Regions from separate parts of the Mus musculus genome. Here region 1 is linked to region 2. Evidence: chromatin contacts called from public Hi-C data. All regions are on one chromosome and are shown on one strand. Each heading gives the region's core, a stretch centred on a gene start, on an enhancer-like site or on the middle of the called end of the contact. The rest is flanking DNA. Distances are from core to core; before and after follow the strand shown.

Region 1 (4,803 bases), core at 314-2,813, 39 kb before region 2:
TCGGGTTTTACTCTTGATTTCGGGCTGGAAAGGGATTTCAGAGATTAGTGTTCGGCGTGATGGTGATGGAGCCATGGACCGATGCCGGGGTGAGGAGGGACAGCCACTGGGAGTTTGTGGGGCTCCAGCTCTGCATCTTGTACCCTCGGTGGTGACGTTGACAGAACTTGGCATAGAGCCAGGCAGCAAAGCCTCTGCAGAAGTAGCCAGAGGCCAGTTTATAACATTCTCAAAGTGAGATAACTGCACGGAGGAGCCAAAGACAGTTAACAGCTCTTTTGCCAACGCCCATTCTCCATGGATGAGAGCCTCAGAGGGCGATACTTCCAGCTTCCATAAGAAATGAAATGCCAAGAGCTTTATACAAAGCTCAGGAAAGGCATTGCCTGCGGCCATGACCCTTCCTTAGAGCTCACCAGAGGGTCACCTCTTTGCCCTGCTGGAACATGAGCGTCCAGCCACCACGGTGAGTGCTGTAGACACAGGAGGTGTCACCAGATTCACATATGTGGGGATACAGGAGTCAGTTTCAGTCTCCAACTCGGCCCATCCTTCCTGATTCCTCAATTCTACTCAGAGCAGAGCCTCACGTTGTCTTTCTAGCACGTGTCCTTGTTCCCATCCAGTCTTTACGCAAACTGGAGCACTATCTCTGTCCAAAACGACTTCCCTGCGAACCTCCCGCACCTGCTGAGTCACGTGCTCCTGCTCACTTGCTGACCCCACTAGCAGAGCCAGTTTTCTGGTTTTTAAAAAATGTTCTTGGCAAAATTAAAGGCTACTAATAACGAGTAGAACAGTTCTTTTCTTTTCTTTTTTCTTTTAAGTGTTTTATAAGTTTGGGCTGTAACTTCTCTGAGGAGGGAGAGGACCCGTGGGTGAGAGGCTGGCTGAGCGGGTAGGTGGATGTGTGGCTATCTGACTGTGTGGGTGGATGGCTGAGAAGAAGGGTGGATGATGAGTACGCTCTGGGGAAGCAAACTCAAGACGCTTTGTAAGTTGGTCGACAGGAAATCACCACTACTGGCTTCATTTGGGGGAACTCGTCATAGCTGCTAGGAGTGAGGTCACCCCACCCAAGTTTAGATCAATGGAGTTACCAACTCCTCCCCCTAATGAGCTCTCTATCGAAAAGCTCAAATCCATGCCCGGAACTGTATTAGTGGGTTTAATGATCTTCGTTTGGGGCTGGGAATATAGCTCAGTGGTACCATGCTCACCTAGACATGCAAGGCCCTGGGATTCAAACCCAGTACCATGAAAGTAAAGAAATAAATGATTGGTCTGGCGTCCTAATAGCTCTAGCAAGAGACAGCCTTTGAAGGCTGAGCTGATTTGGTCACATCCTTTTGCCTGCTCCCTGGGCCATTTCCCTTTGATAATCCTATAAAACCTAGGACTGACATCTATTTCAGCAAGAATCCACCTCCCACTCTCCAGCCCTCGTCCACCCCACTCCCACCCCCATCCCCTCTGGCCGCACCACGACTGCCCCCTGGCGGCCAGTGGCAGGTGCGCCCTCTCCGGGCCGCTGGAGGGCAAGTGCGCGTGCGCACAGGTGAGCTGTACCGCCCCGTCCTTGAGCTTGGCCACCTGCCTGGGAAACTTATGGTTGGTTGTCGCCCTCGGATCGTTTCCGGGCGGGGACAGGAATCCGGCCATGAAAAATACTTCGGGGCACCGTGAGCCCCGGACCCGTCCTAGAGAAAGAGACCCGGACCGGCGCCCGCACCCGGACCGAGACCACCACGTCGAGCGGTCGCGGGACCGAGGCGGGGACAGGCACAGGGAGAGGAACGGTGACGTGAGAGGAAACGGGGACCGTCGGGCGGGCCGGGAACAGAGAACGGACCGAGACCAGCGCCAGGACAGACACAGGGACGCGGGCCATCGCGCATCCGAACAAAGAGCCTTGGAGAAGTCCCGTCAAAGCCGTGCGCGGCCCGAGCCCTGGGGACCCAGTTGGGACGCAGCCCCGACTCCGGGACCCGCACCCTGGGGGCCCCCAGAGCTGTCGCAGAAGCATGGCCTCGGGCGCCGCGGGTTGGAGAGGTGAGGGGTGCACCTGCTAGGGACCAGGGACCGCCGAGGGTGGAGGAGAGATGACATAAAAGAAAAAGTGGGAAAGCCCGAGAACCAGAGGAAGGAGGAGAGTTTCAGGACTGAAACTGGAACGGTTTAGAAGGCTAGGTAGGTGGGGCTAGCCGGAGGGCCACAGACTCTTAAGTCTTGTTCCCTAGCCTTCCCTCTATACCTTTCAAAGTCCAGCTTCCAGGTTGGGGGGGGGGCTGAATAAAGTTAGCCCAACGAAGAGTTAATAGTTGGACTCGCTCTTCCTGACAAGGCTATGTATGCGCAGCAGACTGCTAGCAGAAGCCGCCGTTTTAAACACGAAACTAAGCCCACCTAAACGTTCATTCTCCGGTGATGTGTAACAAAGTCAGTGAGGTCTTTCTCAGCAGCTTGTTTCAGACCGTAGGTTTGTTTAAACCCCACCCTCATGAATAGACGAACTTGGTCTGTAGGTCCCGAAATTCCCCTGTGTCTTTGAAGGTTTTGTGAATGAGGGTGGAAAGGACTAGCAGGGGACCGGTCGTCATACCCCCTCCTAGAGACTCAGCGCGCCATCCAGTTGCACAGATGTGGAACCAGGCTCTGGGGACTGGGTAAATAGAATAAAATAGGTGTCCCTGAGGGCAAAAAGTGTGTGTGTGTGTGTGTGTGTGTGTGTGTGTGTGTGTGTGTGTGTGTGTGGTTGTCAAAACTGTGCATTCTTTTCCCTGGAGACAACTCTTCTAGCTGATGATCCCCAGCCTCTGCCATTAGACTTGGAGCCTCTGCCATTAGACTTCCACACATCAGGGAAAGCTGCTATCATGAGTTTATGTTACATTATCTAAAGCCAACTCACCTCGCGAAAGCTGCGCCCAGATTTGGGCTGCTCTTTCGGTCTTTGACACTAGCTATTGTTTCCCTGGCTGCACCCATCTTGGACTGCAACCACAGGAGTAGAAAAACAAGAGGTACATTTGTGCGTTTCCTCTTAAAACCAGAGTCCTCATTACCCCGCCTCACCCCAGAGTGAATAAAAGACATGCAATTGTTCGTGGCTTATTTAAAGGTTTGAGGCCAAAGGGCAGCTTCTCTCTGTCTGCTCTCCTCCTAAGCATTTATTGGAGGGAGGGAATGCAGGGACCCGCATGCAGTAACTTACTGTCAGCGTTCAGAGACTGACTGGCAGTGAAAACAGCCACCAGAGGCTCAGGATGCCAAGGAAGGTGACCTAGAGCTGAGTTCTGTGGAAGGAAGACAGAAGACAGTAGAAGGCGATTCAAGTAGAAAAACCGCTTCCTCTGTGCCCCAGAAGCCTGGGTTCTTTAGTGGTGAAGGGCAGCTCACTGCGGCTGGCTCGGTACGCCTAGGTCGTAAGTGTGCACAGTACCAGAGTCTCCTGTGTGCTGATGAAAGGTTTAAAGATTTCAAACCAAAGAGAGATGGGGTGGCTTCTATGTCCCCAAAGCAGAATGCAGCCTCTTGTTGAATCTTGGGCAGAGCCTGGCATATGTTAGGCAAATGGAAACAGAAGGTGCCAGGGGTGGCCAAAGGAGAGATATCAGTAAGATATCAAAAGTAGCTGGCTGGACGTGGACATGACTATAATCTCAGCTAGTGGAGGGTAGAGGCAAGAGAATCAGGGGCCAAAGGTCAAGCTCGTTATTGAGAGTTCCAATACCACGGGCCATGGTAGCACACACAACTGTGATGTAGCTCTTGGGAAGCTGAAGCAGGAGGATCACATGTTTGAGGCAAGCCTAGGCTTCGTTCTGTGAAATTTTTAAAAACTAAAAAAATAAACGAAGGCCTAATAGTAAACAAACCGTTGAGTTACAGGCCTGTCCCTAATGTCTCTGCGCTCCTTGGTTGCAGCGAACGGGCTTCGGAAAGATACGTGCCCACCTACTCCGTGCCTGCTCTCCAGGAAGAGGAATATTACCAGTCGGAAGCGGAGGGACTCCTGGATTGCCACAAATGCAGATACTTGTGCACAGGGAGAGGTGAGCCTTTGGGGGACCCTGCCGAACCATTTATATTGCAAATGGCTTGAGGAGAGGCAAGGTGGCAGGTGGAGGCATGAGCGCTGGTGAGTTGGCAGATTGTCCAGTTTTTCCTCTTAGGTTCCATTTCCATGTTGCATGGAGTTCTTGATCAAGAAAGAGAGAGAGAGAGAGAGAGAGAGAGAGAGAGAGAGAAAGAAAGAAGGAGGGAAAGAAGGAAAGGGAGGAAGTGGAAAAAAGAAAGAACAGAAGAGAAGAAAGAATACAGGAAGGTCTGAACTCTGCCATGAGGCTTTCCCCACACTTATCCAATGTGCATGCATAGCTCTGAGCTTGGCTCAAGCTCGCTTCCCCTTCCCAGCCAGCTGGTGAAACTTTGTACTTTCAGTGTGTTGTGAGCTGCCTGTGGTGGCCACCTGCTCCTCTTCCATAGCCAGCTGAGGCCATAGAGGGAAAATGACCCCAGCAGAGTTCATCCTCAAAACAAGCGTACAGGCAGGGTGGTCTTCTCAGAGAGCTGACGCCCAATCAGTCACTGGCTTTCAATCTTCATTGCCTGAAATGCATAGTAAGAGCATATATTACATTACGAACAAGTTCACAGCCTAGCATGGTGTCTTACGTGCCCATAATCCCAGCCGAGGCAAGATTGTTGTGAGTTCTCCACCATCGTGGGCGGCAGAGGAAGACCCTGTCTCAAATAATAAACAAAACCACATCAATTCACAGAGAAAAACAAAAATCTCAC
Region 2 (4,758 bases), core at 1,234-3,733:
CCATCAACAAACCTACTTTTAAAATATGCAACCACTGACAAGTGACTGAGCCAAGGAAATTTTCATAAGAACACATGCTCCACTATGTTCATAGCAGCCTTATTTATAATAGCCAGAAGCTGGAAAGAACCCAGATGTCCCTCAACAGAGGAATGGATAATAGAAAATGTGGTACATTTACACAATGGAGTCCTACTCAGCTATTAAAAACAATGAATTTGTGAAATTCCTAGGCAAATGGATGGACCTGGAGGGCATCATCCTGAGTGAAGTAACCCAATCACAAAAGAACTCACATAATATGTACTCACTGATAAGTGGATATTAGCCCATAAACTTAGAATACCCAAGATATAAGATAAAATTTGCTAAACACATGAAACTCAAGAAGAACGAACACCAAAGTGTGGACACTTTGACCCTTCTTAGAATTGGGAACAAAACACCCATGGAAGGAGTTACAGAGACAAAGTCTGGAGCTGAGACGAAAGGATGGACCATCCAGACACTGCCCCACCCGGGGTCCATCTCATAATCAGCCACCAAATGCAGACACTATTGCATACGCCAGCAAGATTTTGCTGAAGGGACCCTGATATAGCTGTCTCTTGTGAGGCTAGGCCAGTGCCTAGCAAACACAGAAGTGGATGCTCACAGTCAGCTACTGGATGGATCACAGGGCCCCCAATGGAGGAGCTAGAGAAAGGACCCAAGGAGTTGAAGGGGTCTGCAACCCTATAGGTGGAACAACAATATGAACTAACCAGTACCCCCAGAACTCGTGCCTCTAGCTGCATTTTTAGCAGAAGATGGTCTAGTCGGCCATCATTGGGAAGAGAGGCCCCTTGGTCTTGCAAACTTTATATGCCTCAGTACAGGGGAAACAGCAGGGATAAGAAGTGGGAGTGGGTGGGTAGGGGAGTGGGGGTGGGGTGGGGGAGGAGACGGTATAGGGGACTTTCAGGATAGCATTTGAAATGTAAATGAAGTAAATACCTAATAAAAAATTGGAAGAGAGAAAAAAAAAAAAAAAAAGAAAATGGGTCACATACATCACCTAGCACCCACCCAGGAGTCACAATGAGATCTTTAGTATAAGTGGCGCAGAGTCTAATCCTGGGGGTCAAATGACCCTTTCACAGGAGTCACCTAAGACCATCGGAAAACACAAATATTTACATTATGATTTATAACAGCAGTAAAATTATAGCTACGAAGTGTTGGGATAATCTTGTGCACTGTGTAAAAGCTGTCTTTGTATTATTCAAATATTGATTTCTGTGCCAGCAGAGAGCTGAGTACTGTCTGGACTTTGGTATTGTTATCTTTATGAAGCATCACCTGTCTCAGTTTTGTAAACTTTCTTCTCCATCACCTGAAAGGTTTAATAAAGAGCTGAACAGCCTATAACTGAGGCAGAAGAGGACAGGCAGAACAGCTGAGAAGAGATAGGAACTGTGGGAAAGAATCAGGTGTGTTGAAGGGAGCGGGAGAGGATTCACCAGCCAGCCACAGAGGAAGGAACAGGTGCCCTGAGAGGTAACAGGCTGCATGGCAGAAGGTAGATTATAATAAACGAGTTAATTAAGCTATGTGGGCTAGCTGGAAACAAGCCTAAGCTCTAAGGCCTAAGCATCATAAACAAATATAAGTCTCTGTGTCATTACTGGAAGCTGGCAGGTCAAGACAGTCTGGCGATAATGAAGTAACAACGAAAATAATTTTATGGTGGGGGTCACCACAACATGAGGAACTGTATTAAAGGGTCGAAGCATTACGAAGGTTGGAAATCACTGGTAAAGGAACTTCTAGAATAAATCTATTTTAACTTAAGTCTAGGCAGAAATGAAGTCTGGACAGCATTTATCTATACTAATAACTCAAGTCTGTTTATTAATATAATTCCATAATGAAATTTTTATCACAATAAAAATTAAGAGTTAAAAATATACTATGACTAGGCTGTTACCAATAAAATCCAAAAAGTGTTAATGACTTTCCAAATATGTAGTGATCTGTCGAAGATCCCACTGAACTGATAACATTGTCTGGGTGTGAAGATCAGAGGCTTGATGCAGACCTACTGTGCGACAAAGCCTGTATTTTAATTTTTAAAACTCCAAAGCACACGTTTTACGTTTAAGTACTTTGGAATATATAGTATAACATCCTCACCTATCTCCTTCCTCAAGTTAGGTAAATCTCACCATCTGGTAATGGTGAACTCAAATGCCATCTTATCACAAAGCACTCTCTGATTATTTAAAGTTCTCCTGACATTCGGAAACAATTGATAAATGTTGTGATTAAGAGTAAGCCTCCAGAGGAAGATGGCTACATTCAAATGATAGCTCCCTGGTGAACTGTTGCCTTGGACAGGCTCCCTGACTGTTCTTAGTTTCCTCATTCGAATCTAAGGTGAGGCTGACAGCACCTACAGACAAGGGATTAAAGGATGAGTTAGATCATAGGACTTAAGCTCTCAGGACAGTTCCAGCTCACTGTAAGTCACCCTATAGAAGCTAAACTCATCCCACCATACCACTAACCATGCCAGAGGCTGACAGCACACGCTAGCAATTCTCTGCATATACGTCAGAGTCTTACTACATTTCCTGTAGGCTAAGGCCATGCACTTCTCATCGCTAGTCCCTTACAGGACCTCCTACTCAGCAGGCCCCTCCTCAACAGTCGCCAACAATGAAAGGCAACCCAAATCTAGAGAATCACTTAAACACATATATCATGCACGCATGTATACACATACCTCATGGGGACCTCTGTAAGAAGATTGTGGCTTATGTCTAGTATTTCCAGCTTTTTTGCTTCACAGGCCCAGTCAGGGACACACTCCAGCAAGTTTCTGCAAAGAATAAGAATCATCACTTAAGGTAAGAAGTTGCTATGGCTTGGAAATTAAATGCTTCCCTTACAGACATGCTACTGCAGTTGTTCTAGTAGCCTGTGGTGTATTACAAATTGGTGGGTGGGACTGGAGAGATGGATTAGTGCTATAGAGCACTGGCTGCTCTTCCAGAGGACCAAGGTTCAATTCCTAGCACCTACATATCAGCTTACAACCATCTCTAACGCAGTCTCCGGGCACCAGGCATACATGTGGTATTAGAGACACACACACACAGGCAAAATATCCACACACAGAAATTTTTTTGAAAGTTAATTAAAAACAAATTAACTGATGGGATTAAGCCAGGGTGACAGTTTGTTCGTACTGTAATCCTAGCACTTGGGAGGCTAAGGCAAGCATGAGGATCATAAATTCAAGGCCAGCCTGGGTTAAATATGGAAGCTATCTTAAAAAACAAACAGAAGAAAGGTAAAAAGGGTAAGGAAAACAAGGGAGCAAAAAAGTGAGAAGGAAGGAAGGAAGAGCTCAAAGGAGATCTGGCCTTTTCTCAGTTGTCATGAGGTAAGCCATTACGAGCTGCCACCATATAACTATATACTTCCCCAAAGGCCCTAGGTGACATGGTTAAGTGGCCACGGATCGGAAATTGCAAGCTAAAAATAGACTTTACTTCTTTTAAATTGCTTATTTCAGGTATTTTGTCATAGTTATGAAAATCTAAATAACAAACAACGGAATCCATTTCACTAGACTCTGAGGAAGAATCTGGGACGCTGCCAGGAATACAGGCGTCAATCAGAGAATGCTGCTAAAGTAGAAAGGGAGAGACCAGTACTCAAATGTGCACAGCAACGTGGGCCAACTGTGTGACATCACACGTTCAGAGAAGACTTCAAACAGAAGCAACAGGATGCAGTGAGACATGATGAGGAGAGATTTGGGAGAAGTGGCATCAAAGATAACCAGGAATTCTATAGGTAATGACAGAGAGAAAAGAAGCAAATTCTCAGAAAAACAGAAGGAGTAACAGTGAGAAAGTAGACACAAAAGGCAACCAGCAGCAGGGCAAAGTTTCAAGTCACTGGAAAAACAAACTCGAAATAGTTCATACAGCTCCGCCCGCATCATACAGACTTCTACTGTCAGAGGTCACCCACCCCTTCCAGATCTCAAGGTGTATATCAGTTATGTGGCAGGCTGAAGTGAGAGCTATAGGAGAAGCAGACTTTGCTGTGACAAGTTTGTGAAAAGAAAACTTGGCCTGAAATAGCCAAGGCCACTAGCTGCTCAAAAACATGACATCTGGGCTGGAGAGATGGCTCAGTGGGTAAGAGCACTGACTATTCTTCCGGAGGTCCTGAGTTCAATTCCCAGCAACCACATGGTGGCTTACAACCATCTGTAATGAGGTCTGACGCCCTCTTCTGGTGTTCCTGAAGACAGCAACAGTGTACTCACATAACATAAAATAAATAAAATCTTAAAAACAAAAAAAATGACATGAACTGGGTTAGATTCTGTGACCTTACATGAAAATACTTAAGCAGCAATGATGCCAACTTGAGTCACAGCACAGAGATATGGCAAGGAAGAGTGTGCTGTGTAATGGGAGGCCAAGCATGAAGTGTTTCCCTGGAAACAGGGAAAGTTAGGCTGGAACTAGGTCTAAACCATGTCTGCAAAGTTCTTACTCGATCCTATATGTGTAGGGCCTACCTCAAGGGTTTATAAACAGTATACAGATGATGTCAGCTGTGTGCTTTAAATACATGACTGGTTGGTGGAGCCCAATAAAGATGATTCTGCCAAGAAGAAAGAGAAGAAAGAAAAAGAAGGAAGAAAGGGAAGAGGAAAGAAGAATGAGAGGCAGGAGTGATACAGGCCTGAGT

The links. Hi-C and Micro-C count contacts between places; a contact is called where the count stands out from the background.
Region 1: a Hi-C map of rod photoreceptor shows a contact between it and region 2, with 2.1 times the contacts expected there. The contact joins the promoter of Marveld3 here to the enhancer-like site in region 2. A contact is called at or near these places in 1 of 484 Hi-C or Micro-C datasets (rod photoreceptor), 3 of 115 datasets of contacts at active chromatin or transcription factors (the SCID.adh cell line, embryonic fibroblasts and embryonic stem cells) and 2 of 9 other capture datasets (adipose tissue and pancreatic islet).

What each region holds. Positions count from the first base shown.
Region 1 is chr8:109,958,965-109,963,767 of GRCm38.p6, reverse strand. Marveld3 (MARVEL (membrane-associating) domain containing 3) reads left to right here and starts at 1,563. Exons shown (of 3, transcript NM_212447.2): 1 at 1,563-2,052; 2 at 3,928-4,055. The coding sequence starts at 1,661.
Region 2 is chr8:109,920,921-109,925,678 of GRCm38.p6, reverse strand. It overlaps Phlpp2 (PH domain and leucine rich repeat protein phosphatase 2), which reads right to left. Exons shown (of 19, transcript NM_001122594.2): 11 at 2,768-2,863. Among named protein-coding and RNA genes, the nearest start is that of Marveld3, 39 kb to the left of the region's middle. Within about 2 kb of position 2,483, at least 4 of the 459 cell types and tissues checked have an H3K27ac peak or open chromatin away from gene starts, as enhancers often do. A contact at or near this core is called in rod photoreceptor, where this site is marked.